2 separate regions of the Pan troglodytes genome follow, and region 2 is linked to region 1. A link is a contact called in public Hi-C data. All regions are on one chromosome and are shown on one strand. The core of a region is the stretch at or near the end of the contact, and the rest is flanking DNA. Distances in the headings are between cores, read along the strand shown.

Evidence for each region. A called contact is a pair of places that touch in the nucleus more often than the background predicts.
Region 2: a contact with region 1 is called in a Hi-C map of induced pluripotent stem cells, with 2.6 times the contacts expected there. The contact joins the enhancer-like site here to the promoter of PDZRN3 in region 1. A contact is called at or near these places in 2 of 7 Hi-C or Micro-C datasets (induced pluripotent stem cells and stem cell-derived neural progenitor cells), 1 of 1 datasets of contacts at active chromatin or transcription factors (stem cell-derived excitatory neurons) and 1 of 1 other capture datasets (stem cell-derived neural stem cells).

Annotation. Positions count from the first base shown.
Region 1 is chr2:77,622,964-77,625,835 of NHGRI_mPanTro3-v2.0_pri, forward strand. PDZRN3 (PDZ domain containing ring finger 3) reads right to left here and starts at 1,544. Exons shown (of 9, transcript XM_054680801.1): 1 at 686-1,544. The coding sequence starts at 1,408. It overlaps LOC104005622 (a long non-coding RNA gene), which reads left to right and starts at 14. Exons shown (of 2, transcript XR_008547015.2): 1 at 14-548; 2 at 1,995-2,872.
Region 2 is chr2:77,761,320-77,764,019 of NHGRI_mPanTro3-v2.0_pri, forward strand. No RefSeq gene overlaps it. Among named protein-coding and RNA genes, the nearest start is that of PDZRN3, 140 kb to the left of the region's middle. Within about 2 kb of position 1,437, at least 1 of the 24 cell types and tissues checked has an H3K27ac peak or open chromatin away from gene starts, as enhancers often do. A contact at or near this core is called in induced pluripotent stem cells, where this site is marked.

The DNA.
Region 1 (2,872 bases), core at 294-2,793:
TGAATACCTCAGGGGTGCCTGGCTGTGTTTTTACTCTGTATACCACGTCTCTAGGGACCATAGTTTCCAACTTTAGAGAGGTTAAGCAGCTTGCTCAAGGTCAGCCAGCTAGTTGGCTGCAAAACCCACGCTTGCATCCAGCTTTTACCCCAGAGGCCTCTCTTCTGATATCCTTCTTAACTTAATCTACACTGGCTGTGGGTTCCCTTTATTTTTTTTCTGGAATCCTAGAGGATGCACGGATACAATTCACCCAGTGTGTCCATCTTTCCTCTCCTAAGTGTCAGTCTATAGGTTTCTGACCTCTAGAGGGTAAGCAACTTGCCCGAGATCCCCCAGCTGGTCTGAGCAGCAAAGCCTTTGAACGCAGTTTTGACTCTGGAGCTGCATTCTTCATTCTTATCCTACACTTGCTTGTGGATTCTTTTTCGTCCTTCCAGAATCCCTGAAGCTGTGCAGCTATACTTTACCGGTTACGTCTAGACTATAAAGGACCACAGTGTTCCACCTCAGGCAGGTTCAGCGACCTGCAGGTAGTGATACAGCTGGTAAGCAGTGGAAGAAGAGGGAGGAAGCAAGGATGTTCCCGGGAAGCTCGGGGCATCCCTGTACCCAAAGGGATGGGGCGGGGCCCGGGGTCCCCAGGGATCCTGGCTGGAGGTCGGGGCGGGCAGCAGGCGCCTACCTTGCCGCCGGGCGGCGCGGCCACGCAGCGGCTGAGCGAGTCGAGGCGCGCGCTGTATTCGGTGAATTTCTTCTGGTAGCGCAGCGCGGTCATCTGCAGCTCAAGCTGCGCCGCGGCCAGCTGGGCCACCAGCGACTTCTCGCGCTTCCCAGCGCGCAGCGCCTCCTTCTTGAGCGCCTTGTGCAGCGCGCCCAGGCGGGCCTGGAGCGCGCCGTTGTGCGCCCGCAGCGCTCGCGCGCAGCAGTGGCCGCCCGCGCGCTGCTCGCCGTGCGTCAAGGGCAGCCCGCAGCCCTCCTGGCAGCGGCCCACTGGCCGCGCGTCGCACGCGTCGCGCATGTGCGCCTCCACGTCGCGCCGCAGCAGCACCTGGCCACAACCCGCGTGGCGACAGCGCGCGGGCGCGAAGTCGCAGCGCTCGAGGTGCTCCGGCAGCTGCTGCAGCTTGACCACCCGGCCGCAGCCGCGCGCCGCGTACGCGCACTTGATGTCCAGCTTGAGGATAAGGCGCTTGAGCGGCAGGACGTGGTTGAGCTCTTTGGCCGACAGGCGACCGCGGCAGCGCGCCGGGCAGCTGCCCTCCTGCACCACCCAGGGCAGCACGCAGCCGGCGCAGAAGACGTGGCCGCACGGCGTGGTCAGCGGGTCCTCCAGGACCTTGTGGCAGAGCGCGCACTTCAGGTCCGGGTCCACGTCGCCGTCGAAGCGGTCCAGCTCGAAGCCCATGGTGGCGGCCAGGCCCCAGGATCGCCGCCGGGCGGCCGGGCGCCCCCTCCCTCCCCACGAGGCGGCCCAGACAGGCCGGCTACGCCGCCCGCGCGCTCGCTCGCTCTCCCCGGACTGAGCCTAATTGATCCAGACTTCCTCGGAAAATGCCCGAGGAACAGGACTCCTCCGGCCGTATTTGCGCGAGCGCGAGCGCACATACATCTTGCCTCGGATGCCTCCCGCCAGCCCCCCGAAAAAGGGAGGAGGCTGGAAGGCAGAAGCGCGTGGAAGGACACTGAGGCTCGCCAGAAGGGACGGGCCAGCCCAGGACGCCAGCCTGAATCTTCTCGGGAAACTCCTTTCTGTTCTCTTACAGTCTGCGCTATAGGAGACAAAACGCCAGCCGAGAAAAGCTCGCTGAGTTTGGAGCTGAGGCTACTGCTTTCTCCCAAGGGTTCTCTTCGAGCCCCTTCCCGAACGGATCAAAACTTTTTTACTCCCTTCTCCCTCCCCCTTCCTCTAGTGGCTGATTGCAGAGGACTAAAAATATCTTGGGGCCCGCTATCTCAGCACTTACGGTCTTTATTTATTTATTTCATTCCAGGGAAAGTTACAGAGCCTGCGGGACGCTCCGGCTGCAACTTCAGTTCTGACCAGAGGTTCTGTGAACCTTCAGGATTTAGCAGGTTTCCAGGACCGGTGGGTGAATCTACCCGGGGAAGTTTTGGTGGACAAGAGCTGCTCGCCAGCTGTCGGAGTGGGAGAGGCCAGCGTGCTGGCTCCATCCACTTCACCTAACACCTCTGAAGTGTCTGCCCTGCAGTGTGGCAAGCGTGGTGCTGAGCGCTTCTAAATCCGTCGCTTTAAAGATCATTAGTACAATGTTGTGAGAGGGTTAGCTCCATTTGAAAATTATTTTCCCGCGATTACAAAAGATGCTGACTGCAGAAGTTAGAACTGGGAGAAGACTCATCACCCCCATGATCATGTCAACAACTGCCCTCCTTCAGTTTTGGTTTGTTTTGTGTGTACACTTTGTCACCTTTCCATTGAGGAAACTCAGGCTAGAAGGAGGATAAAAACAAAACAGAAAACAAAACAAAACAAAAGTGCCCTGTAGGGTCCTGTAGGTCAGTGTTTCTCACATTTTAATGTGGTTGCGGTTCTGATACAGTGGGTCTGGGGCGGGTTCTGAGAATCTCCATGCTGAAAGCACTTCCAAGTGATGCCAATGCTGCTAGTCCATGCTGGTTCTTGGATTCCCACTTGATTGGAAAACCCTGGCGATCCATAGATCTGGACATTCATTCCCTGCATGCAGTACAGCAAACCTGGCTGGGTAGCATTCAGCAACACTCCTGAGCAATGGAGGAATATTTTTGGAATTCCAAACTGGGTGTAAAGTTCATAGCATCATGCATTGATTTTATTTTATTTATTTTATTTTTTTTTACCTTCCAAGGCTATAGACATTCCTAAGAA
Region 2 (2,700 bases), core at 187-2,686, 140 kb after region 1:
AAAAAAAAAAAAAAAAATAACCTTGAATGCTTAATTCAGCCCCTAGTTGGGCATTATTTGATCTACACGATGTTGGCTCAGAAAATGTTTTAAAATTTCCCTACAATTTTAATTACTTGCCAACACATTTTAAAGCTTTTCATGAAAGTGTAATATGCATACAGAAATGTGCATATATAAGTGCCCCGTTCAATGAGTTTTCACAAAGTTAATACATCTGTGTAATTAGCACAAAGATCAAAACCCATTACTAGCACCCCAAAGTTCTATTTGTACTTTTTATGTATGAGTAATCAATATTTTTACTTCTGATTGCATTGACTAGATTACTTGCCAACATTTAAAAACCAGAAGGTTTAATTAAAAAAAAAAACTGAAATTTCTGGTTTCTCTTGAAAAATGGAAGCATCTAGTCACATTGGGCTCTTGTTCTCACAGGGTACCAATCAGCTGGAGATAAGGAGGGACTGCCCTCTTTAACTAGGCATACCCTTTCTAGTTTGCCACAGTCCCCACCACTCCCTGTTACCCCCAACCCTCAGGCTTAGTGACAACTATCTTTAATCAATGCACTTCCAGTTAATAGAGTAATTAAAATGAATTAAGACTTAAGTAAAACATTTCTTATACTTGCGTGCTTCTCTCTTTTACATTATATGCCTGGCCTTCATGTACATTTGAGTTTGAGATCCCATCTCCAGGCCTGAGGATTCTCCATATAATTATCAACCTCAGAAAGTATCTCTGATAAAATATATGACACAATACTCTCACACAACACTTTTGACACCAGATGTGTGTGTTTTTCCCACACTAACCGTTCTCCAGTTCTTTGCAGACACCAGCTGGGGACTATCCTATAATTCAATTCAATTCTGACACTATCTACTTGGAGATAGCATCAGATTTCACGGGTTGAGGACTCAGCCTCACAAAACTGCCCCAACTTCAGACACCAGTCAAAAGCCCCAGGTTGTCACCTATGTTGCTGATTGAACACCTATAAACTGGAGGCTCCTACAACTCCTTCCTTGGGTTCGATCATTTGCTAGAATGGCTCATACAACTCAGGAAAACATTTATGTTTACTGTTTTATTATAAAGGATACAACTCAGGAATGATCAGATGGAAGAGATGTGTAGAGCAAAGTATGGGGCAAGGGGCATGGACTTTCCATGCCCTCTCTGTGTACATCCTTCTCCTAGCGCCTCCATGTGTTCAGCATCCTGAGAGCTCACGAAATTTCATTGTTCAAGAATGTTTATGCAGCTATACCTCCAGCCCTGTCCTTCTCAGAGGTGAGTGGGTTGGGCGGAATGTTCCAGCCTTCTAATAACTTAGGCTTTCTGATGAGCAGCCCTATCCTGAGTCTCTCTAGGGGCCCTCCCCTAAGACACCTCATTAGCATAAACTCAGGTGTGGAAGGAAAGGGCCTGGTTATGAATAACAAAAGACATTCCAATCACTGGGGAAATTCCAACGGTTTTAGGTACTCTGCACCAGGACAAAGAGTAGGGGACAAAGACCTAATGTATTTCTTGTTATGCCATAGTATAGTATCTCAAATATTTCTTAAGAACAGAAGTTATAATGATCCTTACCCTCATAATTTGGCTTTTGGGATGCTAAGTAAGTGGTTATACATACTTGCTAAAGTTAATTCAAAGAGAAGTAGATTCAACTTCTTAATAGGCTTTTTTCTTTTCCTCAGTGTTTTAGTCTATTTTGTGCTATTATAACAGAATTCCTGAGACTGGGTAATTTATGATGAACAGAAAGCTGCTTCTTAAAGTTCTGGAGGCTGGGAAGTCTAAGACTAAGGGGTGGACATCTGGCAACAGCCTTCTTTCTATGTCATTCCATAGTGGAAGGGCAAAGAGAGAGAGAGAAAGAGAAGGGAGCCAAAGTCATTCTTTATAAGGAACCCATTCCCCCCATAGCAAACCCACTCCCGCCATAACAACATTAATCCATTCATGCAGGCAGAGCCCTCATGACCTCATCACCTCTTATTAAACCCCATCCCCCAACAGTGTTGCATTGGGGATTACATTTCCAACACATGCTTTTTAGGGGACACAGTCAAACCGTGAATAGCTAGTACTCATAGCTAGGTGTTTTTGTAGGGAGTTTGGGAGTGGTACAAGCAAACACAGGGAGAAAGCTTGAGGATACAGCCTAGGCAGGTACACCAAAATGACCACATCCAGACCTAAGTTCTGGCAGCTACACTTTGCTCTGCTAAAATAGATATCTCTGCTTGTTTAATTTAACTGCAAATTGTAAATTGGAGAGAAAATATTTTCATTGAATAGGTGTTGCTCTGGAGAATTCCAAGAGTAAGGAAAATAAACCAGGAATTGGGCAGGAGCATTCCATAGGAGGAAAAGATAAAAACAATGACAACAGAAATTGGATTATTTCCCATTTGGAAGGGTGGGGAGTCTAAGGATGATGGCAAAGGCAAAGCTAGAAGGAAAGTGCGACCCTTTCTTAAGGCCCTACCTCCTCTGTCAAGGGAAACCCCATCACACTTAAGAGAACCACTTTGCTTTCAAGGAAAGGAAGTATTCCATTCCCTGATGGATAACACAGGTATGAAATGATCCCTTGAGGTGATAATAGGTTGAACTAAGTTTAAGGTTTTGATTAATGATTCTAGGCTAATATGAGGAAGGTACAGGTCAGATTTTGTCAAT